2 separate regions of the Triticum aestivum genome follow, and region 2 is linked to region 1. The links are chromatin contacts, called in public Hi-C maps. All regions are on one chromosome and are shown on one strand. Each heading gives the region's core, a stretch centred on a gene start, on an enhancer-like site or on the middle of the called end of the contact. The rest is flanking DNA. Distances are from core to core; before and after follow the strand shown. Region 1 holds the start of LOC123054307 (CCR4-NOT transcription complex subunit 9). Region 2 holds the start of LOC123054308 (probable leucine-rich repeat receptor-like protein kinase At1g35710).

Region 1 (6,206 bases), core at 159-2,658:
CTGGTATCAGGGTGCGATGCAACACACTGCAATTATTGTAATACAAACACACAAAATTAGACAATAAAGATACGCAATAATAAATGTAATAACATGGGTACCTTCAAGCAATTTTGTGAATGTAATCACCCCACTTTTTATTTGGAGCTGTACCTGAAGAAGTGCAAGTGCGTTGCAGACTCGGTTTGATGCACCTGCCGACAAAACTGGGGGTGAAAGTGCAGGGTAGATCGACACAATTTCCTGAGTTTGTTTCCAAGTTGTCAAATACACCAAATGAGCAAGGCAGGGTCAAACTTTGACAAGTTGCATCGAAAACAGCAAGTGCCGACTTGAAAACACTAATAGAATAGTGACTGCTTTCACAGTTCGACAATATAAACACAGCATAAGGTACATAGCTTCCAGTTCTTTTATGTAATTTGAAGCATGCAAACCATAAACATAGAAGATAGACGAATTACGCATACCTGAAGCAGTGCCGCAATTGTGCCAAAAGAGTGCCAGAGAAGCGGGGCCAGGTCTTGAAATATCTCTCGTTTCTGAAACGAATTGGTTATTGATTTACTTTGGCCTTACGAAACACCTTATATAGCATGCTAATGACTGAAGAACACGCAGTATGCAATTGTTCAGTTCATGGCAACCCAAAATTAAGCTTCAATCGCTCACTTCATGGTAAGTCCTAGAGACCACGAATCGCAAAACCCGTCCTCGTGACGAGGCGCTAGAACCCTAGAACTGGAAGAGCACGCGACGGACCTTGGATAGCTCGAGGAGGGCGTTCTCGCGCAGCTCGCGGTCGCAGAGGTCGAGCACCAGCTGCTCCGCCGACGCCATCTTCCTGGGCTCCTGCGCCGCCGAGGCAGCGCCGCCGGCGCCTCCACCGATTGAGGAGGGAGACGGCGGCGAGGCCCCTGCGAAGGAGGAGGGCTCGGAGGCGGAAGACTGCAGGTTCGCCATTACTGCACAAAAGCGGCGGAGCACCGTCACTAATTTCTCAAGACAGAAAAGACAGCAACCGCAACCAATCGAGTCGCCATTACACACGGATCGCACGCAGCCGCGCGAGCGGCCCGGTGCGTCGGCCCACGCCGCCGGCCGCCGCAAGCACGGGACGGATCGAGGAATCCGCAAAAACCAGCGCAGGTTTGGGAGATTACCGAACGAATCAGTTCGATCGACTCCGGGAAGAATCCGCTCCACCAGACCCTAGCGCGCGGAGAGGGAGGAAGAGGGGGGGAGGCAGCAGCGGCGGCCGCCTCGCCGCGCCGGTGACCTGAGGGGGAAGGGAGGTGGGGGAAGGAAGAGAGACCACGGCGAGGGGATCTCTCTCTCTCTATCTCTGGTTTATGTCCGCAGCACGGAGGACGGTCGGAGCGAGCATTAAGATCGGACGGCCCAGGCGTAACCCCGCGGTTAACACACCATCAACGGCCTGATCTACCCAGAACCCCGAGGCGGGCCCCACCGCCTCCCATGGGCCTCGGTGACGGGCCGGCCCGAGGAGACGGGTGGAGAGGCCCGGAACGGAAGGGCTGCACATTCCCGCAGCGGCGCCCAGTGCTATAAGAATGCACTCACCCTTAGGGTTTGCGCCCCGCCGCCAACTCCTCTCAGAGCCTTGCTCCCGCATCCCCGCGCCGCGCCGCCGCCGCCGCCTCCGAGCCCCTCGAAGCCCACCTCGCAGCCATGGCGGAGCAGGTAAAGGCTCTCCCCCTCTCCTCACCGTGTAGCGCTCTTCCTTTGCTCCCCCGTTACCTTGCCGGCGCCGGGTGCTTGGGATATGCGATGCGGCGCCTTCGTGCTTTTCGGCCATGTATGCTTAGATCTGTCCATGGAGAAGCATGCGTATTCCTTGCAAATCGAGTAGCATGCGGTATCTTTGCGGTCAGAAGGACTTGCTGTCGTTTGGATGTGTTCGTGGTGCGATAGGTTACTACTGTGGTAATTTTATCGACTTGTTCATTAGTTGATTTCTGCTGTTTCCGCTTAGTCGTTAGCAGCATGTCATTATCGTCTTATGATGTGGCTGAAGCTTGGTGTTTCACTGCCAGTATGGGCTCTTCTCTGATCATTTGGACCCAGTAGGATCTTGGTGTCTGTCGAGTGACAGTGTCTATTCCGAAAAGTTGTTGCAGTAGCCTTTGTATTGTTCATTTCGAGTTTGAAGTCTAGATTGTTTTTCTAGTTTGTTCTACAATAGATCATAATTTGTTGTAATTGTTCTAATGGTAGTTTAAACTTGGTATTGTGCAGACCGAGAAGTCTTTCCTCAAGCAGCCAAAGGTTTTCCTCAGGTGAGGAGTCCGATTACCTTTCTTGTGTGCTGTTGTTGTTTAGCAATGTGCATATCTCTTTTTGATCCAATGTAATGCTCGTACCCTAACAATGTTTTCTGTTCAATTTAGCACGAAGAAGGCTGACAAGGCAAAGAGGCCTGGCAAGGCTGGCAACCGCTTCTGGAAGAGTGTTGGCCTTGGTTTCAAGACCCCAAGGGAAGCGATCGATGGTAAACTATAGTAGGCCATTCCTTCTATTTTAGCACTGTTTGATACTTGAGTAGGTGATGCTAGTCTTGATGAATGCAACTATGTGTGCCTAAGATCACACTTCAGTACATTTCTCCTGGCTTTGCTAGCCTAGCCTACACAAAGAATTGAACCTAGTAAATTCTCAGTTGGTATAGTGATTGTCATTGGTAGATACACAGCCGATTTTCTTTTGGTCATGTGGAAACAATTGAGCCATGAATTGTACCATGTACTGTTTCTTGATATTTTGTTTCTAATGTCTGGCTATTACTGTGGTTGACATAAACCGTTTATAGTTAATTGTGCCTTATTTTCTGTTAAGCTTGTGACAGTGTATTAATTCCTATTCATTTCCAGGTACCTACATTGACAAGAAGTGCCCATTCACTGGAACTGTTGCCATCAGGGGCAGAATCATAGCTGGAACCTGCCACAGTGCCAAGATGAACCGGACCATCATTGTTCGCAGGAACTACCTTCATTTTGTGAAGAAGTATCAGAGGCAAGTAAACCCATTGATGATTCTGAGAACATAATGCATTGGTTCTAACCTGTGGATTTCTAACTCAAAAATCAATTGTGCACCTTGCAGGTATGAGAAGAGGCACTCCAACATCCCAGCTCACATCTCCCCCTGCTTCCGTGTCAAGGAAGGCGACCATGTCATCATTGGCCAGTGCAGGTAAAACTCAATTACTCTTGCATAACTATCCAACTTGAGAATGTTAGCCTGGTTGTTCTAGTATGTTGACCCTTGTGCAGTTATGTTACTGATACATACATGCTGTGATATTCCTATTCATCATTATATAGTTGATGTATTGATTACTGCAGAAAGCTTATTTTCTTTTGTGCTGAAGTATGTTGCTCGTGTCTGAAACAGGCCCCTGTCGAAAACCGTGAGATTCAATGTCCTGAAGGTCGTTCCAGCTGGAACCACCGGAGGCGGGAAGAAGGCTTTCATCGCTGCCTAAGCCCAGACTCTGATTTATGAGTAGTTCATAGTCAGAACTTTTTCGCACTTGAAATCTACCAGGCTGCTGTTTCGAGATTTGATTCCGTGTTATCTGTCAAACCGAATGTCCTGATCTGAACATGTTTTGTGGAATCTATCTATCATTAATAGTTTCGCTTAAATTTGTACTGCCTGATTGTCCTTTTGCTCAATTCCTTGTGAATTTGTTTGCCCAGATGTGATATGATATTTACTCAAGCAGTGTGTTGCCTTGTTCCCAGCCTCAGGTTTTTAATCTAATGAAGTGAAACTAAATTTGATGACTGGCATTCTTTGAAGTTGCAATTGCGATCAACTGTAACAAAATATTATGGTGTATAATCTAGCAAAATATTATGGTGCATAATCTAGGATGTGGTTTTGCTCGTATCTTATCTGTAACGACGAGTTAGCAGAGAATTAGAAGAAAAGAGCTCCATATGTAGGTATGTAGATTTTTTACCTTGAGAATTAAATTTTCAGAATTCATCTTTCTTTGAACTCTCCCCTCTCTGTCCGCACCCTTGATCGACGACATTGTTTTCACTTTGCTGCCACCTAGTACTTGCCGAACCTCCTTGGACAAAGCTATCGTTAAGAAGTCTGCCTGTCTTGGAGGCTTCAACAGTTCAACTAGAACTTTGCTACGGCTACGGGCAGTTTCTACGGAAAGTGTTTACGGAGATGAGCTGGAGACCTAGGATTCATCACAACTTGGGTCCCACAGCTAACTTTATGGGGAGAAAATCAATGCCCGTAGTGGGATTTCTGTAAGTCTAGCATTTTGCTTGGGCTATGCTATCGTTTGTTCCACCCCGGATCACACTGGCACGACACGAGTGTTCGACCAAATGTAGCGGAATGCATCAAGTTGAAGTAAACACGATGGCTACGTACTCAATGAAAGAGGATGAATTGTTGTGTGATGTGTGGAAGTTTCAAGCCACGAAGCATAATGCAGCAATTTGGCAAAGTGTGCATATTTGGTTCAATGAGCGCAAACACTACACAGCTTACGACATAGAAGAGATCTATGATCATGGACAGAGGTACCTGCCCCATTGATGGTACACCATTCAAAATGCCGTCAACAAGTATTGAAGTGTGTGTGCACAAGTGCTAGCAAGGTGCATTGCTCGAAGAGTTCACAAGTTTCCGTTCTTGCTGCTTTATGTGTTGGTCATTTTATTGATTTGCTCAATGTTGCAATTTGTTGATCCCTTTATTGCTAGCCTGTACGCGCCGCCACGTTCTACCAAGGATGGAGTGCAACCTCTTTGCAATTATGCATTGTTTTTTTGTGTGGAGAAACTTCCAATCTATTCATCTTCAATCATGGCAGTACAACGAACACCAGAAATAAAAATTACATCTAGATCCATAGACCACCTAGCGACGACTACAAGCACTGAAGCGAGCCGAAGGTGCGCCGTCGTCATCACCCCTCCATCGCCGGAGTCGGGCACAACTTGTTGTAGTAGACAGTCGGGAAGTCGTCGTGCTAAGGTCCCATAGGACCAGCGCACCAGAACAACAATCGCCGCCGATGAAGAATAACGTAGGTTGGAAGGATTCAACCCGAAGACACACGAACGTAGACGACCAACGACGAGATCCGAGCAAATCCATCAAAGATAGATCCGCGGGAGACACAGGAGAGGAAGCTTGAGACGAAGGGAGTTTTTGGGATCGATGAAATTGAAAAACTTGTCGAAAATCTTCCACTGAGTGTTTTTGGCTTTAAATGTGTGGTTAAATTGCTATTGATCTAGATAAATTTGTCAAAGTGACTGGAGGCGGTCATTTGGTTTGTTTTTATTTAACTTTTTCCAAGAAATAAGAGGACATTTAGTGACTCCAGTTGAATGGCCTTCGCCCCTATTCCTGTCTTCGGACACGTCATGCCGCCTTCGCCCCTATTCTTGTCTTCGGACACGGTGTGGTGGACTGCATTGTTGGCCCTAAGAGCATCTCCAACAGGCGCCGAACGCGCCGCGCGCAAAAAACCGCTTTGCCGCGAGCCCATTACCTGGTTTGGCGCGGCGCGCAGCGCTGACTCCAGCAGCCGCGCTAAAATGCAGCGCACAAAAAATGCAGCGCGCGTGACTCACCGGGGCATTGCATATATGGCATTTTGAACACAAAATGAAGTTGAAACATTCAAAATGCAATGAACATGACATATAAAATTGAAGAAGAAAAGTTCACACAAATTGAACACAAACAAGTTGATGAAGAAAAGTTCATGCCCACAAGTTCAAAATCATGCCCACAAGTTCATCCAACCAAGTTCAAAATGCAAATCAAGTTCAATACACAAATGAAAGACACATCATTCCTCGTCCTCGTCCTCATCTTCGGAAGACGATTCTTCCTCGTCCTTGTTTTTCTTCGCCGATGTCTTGCCCTTCTTTGGCCGCGCCGCATTGGGGAGCTTTGAGGAGGGGGCGGCGGCTCAGGCCGGCGCCGGCGCGACGCCACCCGCCGCCGAGGTCATCCGCGGCGGCATGAAGAGGCCGCGCGCGAGGCCGATGGTCGGATGAGCTCCGGCGGAGGCGAGGCCAACGCCACCTGGGCTAGGGTTTGCGACGGCGGCGGCGATGGAGGGGTCGCGGCTATAGGATGGGGTGAGCGGGGTGCCGGCGCGTGCGTCCATGGGGTGCAGTTCGCCGGCGCCG
Region 2 (5,839 bases), core at 1,818-4,317, 140 kb before region 1:
CAAGTTACCAATCTCTTCAGGTAGCGCCGCACCATCAAGACCCAAACCTCCCAGTTGCAGTTCAGTGAGCTGCTTCAGCCGGCCAATGCCACGGGGAATTGTACCAGTTACATACCAGTTGCTGCTGATCTGCAACTGCACCAGGCTTGTCAGGTTACTGATCCCTTCTGGAATGTTGCCATACAGACCGTTCTGAAATAGGATGAGCTTCTTCAGGTTGGGGAAAGCTGAGAAGTTGAACTTGTCAAGTGTGCCATTCAGACTCGCACCGCTGATGTTGAGGTTGACGATGGTGCTCCTGGCAGAGTTGCAACTGATGTACATCCAGTGGCAGATGCCGGTGGAGTTGGCCAATGACCATGAGCTTAGGGACTCATTGGCACCGGCCAAACTGGCCTTCCAACTCAGAAGAGCTTCAGCTTCACGCCGAATGCCGGCGCTCACCGGTGTGACGATGGCACAGAGTAGGAGATAGGTGCAAGAGAGTAGGAAGTGCTTCATGATGGCTTGGGTCTGGCTAGTGCTTTGCTGCACCACAGAATATAAACCTATACAGAAGTAGTCGGCCGGCCGGCCGGCCAGCCGGCCAGCCATTGGGATAGTTATTTACTGAACGCTTCAAACCAAGTATACAAGTCCTTATCTTGGTGATACTTTGTTTATATGAAGAACGGCCTGCAAGCATACAAATGTACATTCGACATGGCACAAGGATTATAAGAAGGTTATAACGGTGAAGGACAGGGGATTTGTTTTGATACTACTACGCAAGTTCTTTTTCTAGAAAACTGACACATGACTCTCCAGGTTTCCAGTCTGAACATTTGAAAATATATAATGATAGTCAAAGTTTTGAATGTTTAACTAGGCCCTATGACAGACCATGTAAACTCCGCATGGTCAAGATAAATTCTGAGAAAGAAGATTGACACAACTCTCAGTTAATGGCATCTCCCATAGGGTCTATCTACAGTTCATAACTCAATGGCCCAGCTCCCTAAGCAAGCAGCGTTAAAAATGCAAAGGAAAATGAATATTACATCACAAATGTTCTTTGAGATCTTCCATTTTTCTTAAATAATTTAGGGAGCAGAGTTTTCCTAACCCATGAGAAAATCTACAACTTTTGTAGGGAGCAGAGTTTTCCTAACCCATGAGAAAATCTACAACTTTTGTATTCATATCTCATAAGATGTAAGCAAGTGGCAGTAATTCCTAAAATACACAACAAGGATGATGAGGTATAGTCATCTACCATGTATTTGATCTAAAGTTGTTCTAGTGCTGAGCTACATTATACAAACAGAGAACTGACAGTGATGTGGTTAATATGTACCCACATTCTATACATTTTTTCTAGCAAAACTCACTACCGAAGCAGCTAGTCCTGAAGTTGATTCCATCTATGAACAAGTGAGTAGACCTTCCATGCAAATGCCTGCGGGGATGTCACCTTCCCGCTCTACTGTCTCCAGCACCGCTCGGTAAAGCTTTGTCCATGAGCATCCATCGCCTGTCCCAACCACATCCCAGAAAGTAGGATTGGGGCTCGGTGGGTATGCAGCAACTACTAAGTTAGTAATGCTGCCCACTTTGACAGCCGGCCGGGGGAAGTCCAATGCCAAGTTGTCGACTTTATGCTCGTAAATTTTCCCGTTCCTGTCGACTTTGTACCTGGATGTGCCACTGAAGCAGCCATATGATTCCCACGGGACACGCGGTGTGCCCCACAGTTCCCACCGGACAACTATCGAGGTTTCTGTTAGTTGCCAAATGCGTGACACATCAAGCCCAATTTCACTGAATAGTAGACGACCGTGGAATCTGAGAGCCCAGAAGATTGTTTTGTAGTTGTCGATCCCATGGAAAGTGTTCAACGGATCAACAAATGTGATGTCTTCGCTGCAATGCGACGTAAAGAATGTTTATAGTCTCCATTTTACAAGAGTGTGCCTACAGTGCATCTACAGCGAATAGAAGTTTGCAAGAAATGAAATATATGCAGTTAGCATTCCTGTCAGTGTCAAGCATAACCAGAACCATACTCGGTTATTTACTTATTTGTATTAGTACTAGGACAACACATACTGTCGCAATTGCTGATGATGGACTGTCAATGTCACTGCCTCTTGTGGCCTTGACCTCTTATAAATTAGTTAAGCCAGTTCATCAATTGATTCAATTCCAATAATGAATACGACATATTAGCAGTTAATAAAGGGCTAATGTTGGATAACAGAACAAATGCCTATCACATCCAGGACTCTGAATCATAACTCGTATGAGTGGCAAGCTCTATTATTTTTGCACGAATAGCCATTTTATGAGCACTGAAATTGGTACTAGCTGCACATCACAATTTCAGTTCAAGTTTCAGCTTTAATTCCTGGAACTGCCGAGCTACGATTTGGTTACCGAATCCGACAAAACCCACCATTAATATTCTCGAAAGAAAGAAAAAAAGGAACAAAAATAGTCACACAAGAAAAGGGAAGGCCTGCTCACCGGTAGATGTCGTAGTTGGGCTCCCGGAGAAACACGGCCGGCAGGTCGTCGCGCAGCGCGCGCACCGCCGCCCCAAGGTTGAGGTAAAAATCCGACCTTCGCGGGTCCCCGCCGCCGCCGCCGGCGGTCGCAGCCCTGCTCCTGGTCTCCGCGGACTTGGCCGTGGGGGCCTCTTGCTGCGAGGCGCTGAGGAGGAGCGGGAGGTTGAGGTGGGTCGGCGCGGCGGCCTGCGCCGGGCCGGAGCAGTGGAGCCTGCCGCCGGCTCCGTGGCTTGGCAGGCCGAGCTGGGACTTGGGAGGAGTGGGCGGCGGCGATCTGCAGGGCGGCGTGGTGAGCTTGGGGAGGAGGAAGGCCATGGCTTCCTGCTCTCGTATCGTGTCCCCTCGATTTTTCTCTCACGGCTGATCTCGATGTCTACCGCGGCTTGTCTTCTTCTCCTGCGGCTGCGAGCCCTAGGTTGAGGTGTTCCATGTAGAAGCTTCAAATTGTGTGCGAGAAAGCAGGGCGATTTTGAGTGGCTGCAGAGGCTGCAGCAAGCTTGTGTGGGATGGGAGAGAGACGGCCCGAGACGTTACACTGAATGCGGTTAAAAATTCCGACTCGGCATCTTTTTTTTTCTGAGTCGGCATCTGGCTTTTCTTCCGAGACAGGTGGCGTTGGACCCGAAGTTTGGTAGCTCAGGCCCAGTTTGAAATGTATAGGAACTAAACAGCTAAAAAAAAGTATTGTCATCCGATTCATATTACTTGTCGCTGTTTTTGCTAAAAAAAATACTTGTTGCTGCTAGAACTAAACTGAAATGTGCGCGCGTGTGTGTTCTAAAAAAATGAAACTGAAATGTCATGCAAGCATGGTTATCATTGGCGTGACATTACTCACGTCTGGACCATGAGACGATAAAGGGCTCATGAGCGTATGCAGCTGCTTTCGATTGCGATGGTCGGAGCCAGGGGTCATTGTTGCATGCCATTGATCATTGTTGATCGCTTCGGGAGTTTCTTTTATAATAATTTGGTTGTGTGCGTGCTCGAAGTTTTGATGACATATAGTTAGAGAGGTCGTATTAGCTTGTGATATTAATATACTTCCTTTTATATCAACAAAAGGTGTCAAAACCACATAAAAACTCTAAAATGGTTGTTTGTTTGAATGTTAGGTAGAACCTCATGTTTGATTTTCTCCAAAATTCATATGTAATGCTCGTTCCTTGGGAATATTATAAGCAAATGTAGAACATCGATTCCTTTGCACCAAATGGCACCAAAGGATTTCTGTTTAGAATCCTACCATCTAGTGGCTCTTTTCTCTGTGGACACTATTCATTTGTTTGATTCAAAAGAAACATGGATTTTTTTCTTTGGTTTGAGTATCAAAAGAGAAACAAAGGAATTCAAACCTTCTTTTTACATTCATATGCACAAATAACAAGACAAAGTAGCACAATATTGACTTAATCCTAGCTTTGCATCAACCTTACTATGGTTCTTATGATTCTTGTGATTTCCTTATTCCTGTGAATCAAACACCCTCCAAGTACATGTATTTGTATATCCTCCATTTTGCACATGCAATCTTATCGTATTACTATATTTTTCCCATTCCTGCATTTTGGAATCTTGTGAATCAAAGAGTGCCTAAGTTTCCTACTTTTTTCCTTTGTTGCAACATTTACGATCAAAATCGCTTAAAACTCATGGCTCCTCTATTCATACTGTTCTATGGGTGCTCGCAAACAAAAACGTATCATTTAAGGGTCAATCTGTAGATTACTAAAATACATAAATAAAAATGAATAGGATTTAAATGGATATTGATTAGCGTCAAAGAGTGTTGGACATACCAAACAGATAAAACAATAATTATAGCATGGAGTTTGATTAAACGAAAACTTTCCTCTAAAATAGGGTGCAAGGAAATCTTTATAGATAATCCTTAAAGATTATAATCATATACATGAAAAGTCCTCAAAATATGAAATTCCTTTGAAATAAATAATCCTGAAGTGTACCTCGTGAGCCCATTTGAGCCCGATTTTGACAAAGTATACCCCTCGACACGTGACATGGTGAATCCTCCTTTTTTCCATCATATTTTTATCCACCTTTCTCGTGAAGGCGATCACAAAGATAAATATGGAGATATATGAACTGGTGGTGTTCGAGAGGGAGGGTGATGGGGGGGGGGGGAGAGATGTGACCGTTAGGGCCCTGGTTACCTCTGATATGATTTCAGATCGATCTAGATAGTTTCCCTTTTTCCCTAGAGGTGACCCTAGGTTATCAAACCCACGAGAAGCTTTGCTACATACAAGGTGATTTCTGCAAGCACTTATTAACCAACAATTCTAGTTTTCTGAACCGAATACGTACAGTTTAAAGGAAAAAATAATAATAAAGAAAATAGGTGAGGGCTTAAGGTTTTACCTGCAACCATATACTTGCGCTTGGGATTATACTTTAGTATTCAACATGGTTTTGATAGACACCGTTACATATATGTAGTCGAAGTGTTGTTTGTGAAAGATGCATCCAAATAACTCCAAGACCAACATGCAGCCGCACCACGGTTCTATTGTCAAACCTAGGCCCTTACTGTATCGCGGGGTTACCTCAGTTATTAAGTACTAATCCATACCAACATATTAGACATTTAATGACTGCATGTTTTATACCCTAGAGAATACTTTTTAGTAATGTACTAATCTTACTGCCACCAATGTTTGGTATAGCTTTCCGCTCCTCTCTGCACTCAACCTCTCCTTGATCGATCCTCGGGATCCCAAGTACATGCGGGGCCTTAGAACGAGGTAGGGACAAGAGACAAATTTGTTGCATAACACATAGAAATAATGTCACTTCAAAGTAAACCAACACTGTCATTGTGTGAATACATGGGGTTGCGAGGCTATGCCGTAGCCCTTAGCCCGAGGGGACTACTCGTACATCATAAATAGATCACATGTAGAAGACACTATAGATGGTAGTTGAAGATGAATGATTAATAGAAGTCTTACAATGCCACTGTATGCGAAGTACTCTTGATTACAGGTGCTAAGGGATGACTTGGTGGATGAGCGACTCTCCTCACTGAAGGGTTTTCTTCTCATTATATGGTCCTGGTGTGCGGCACATGGTTTATGGGCCGACACATCTCGAATTGACCCTCGTTGCCTTCAACGAAGTTGCCAGTGCTGAGGTCACGGAGGCGGTGGCATGTGCTACGACTACTGGTATGAGCAGGCTGGTTCATACCAGGCGTCGTCTTCTCTTCTGGTGCCTTTTGTGCACCTCCAGATAATTGGACTTGATCTACATGCACAATATCATCTTCTATT

Evidence for each region. A called contact is a pair of places that touch in the nucleus more often than the background predicts.
Region 2: a Hi-C map of leaf shows a contact between it and region 1, with 2.9 times the contacts expected there. The contact joins the promoter of LOC123054308 here to the promoter of LOC123054307 in region 1. A contact is called at or near these places in 3 of 5 Hi-C or Micro-C datasets (all in leaf) and 1 of 1 datasets of contacts at active chromatin or transcription factors (leaf).

Annotation. Positions count from the first base shown.
Region 1 is chr2D:537,546,685-537,552,890 of IWGSC CS RefSeq v2.1, reverse strand. LOC123054307 (CCR4-NOT transcription complex subunit 9) reads right to left here and starts at 1,408. Exons shown (of 10, transcript XM_044478042.1): 1 at 1,164-1,408; 2 at 763-965; 3 at 471-542; 4 at 154-243; 5 at 1-26. The coding sequence starts at 963. LOC123054306 (40S ribosomal protein S11) reads left to right here and starts at 1,574. Exons shown (of 6, transcript XM_044478040.1): 1 at 1,574-1,704; 2 at 2,260-2,300; 3 at 2,412-2,512; 4 at 2,892-3,036; 5 at 3,127-3,216; 6 at 3,418-3,747. The coding sequence starts at 1,693. The coding sequence ends at 3,508.
Region 2 is chr2D:537,687,294-537,693,132 of IWGSC CS RefSeq v2.1, reverse strand. It overlaps LOC123054308 (probable leucine-rich repeat receptor-like protein kinase At1g35710), which reads right to left and starts at 3,067. Exons shown (of 3, transcript XM_044478043.1): 1 at 2,506-3,067; 2 at 1,424-1,902; 3 at 1-419. The coding sequence starts at 2,861.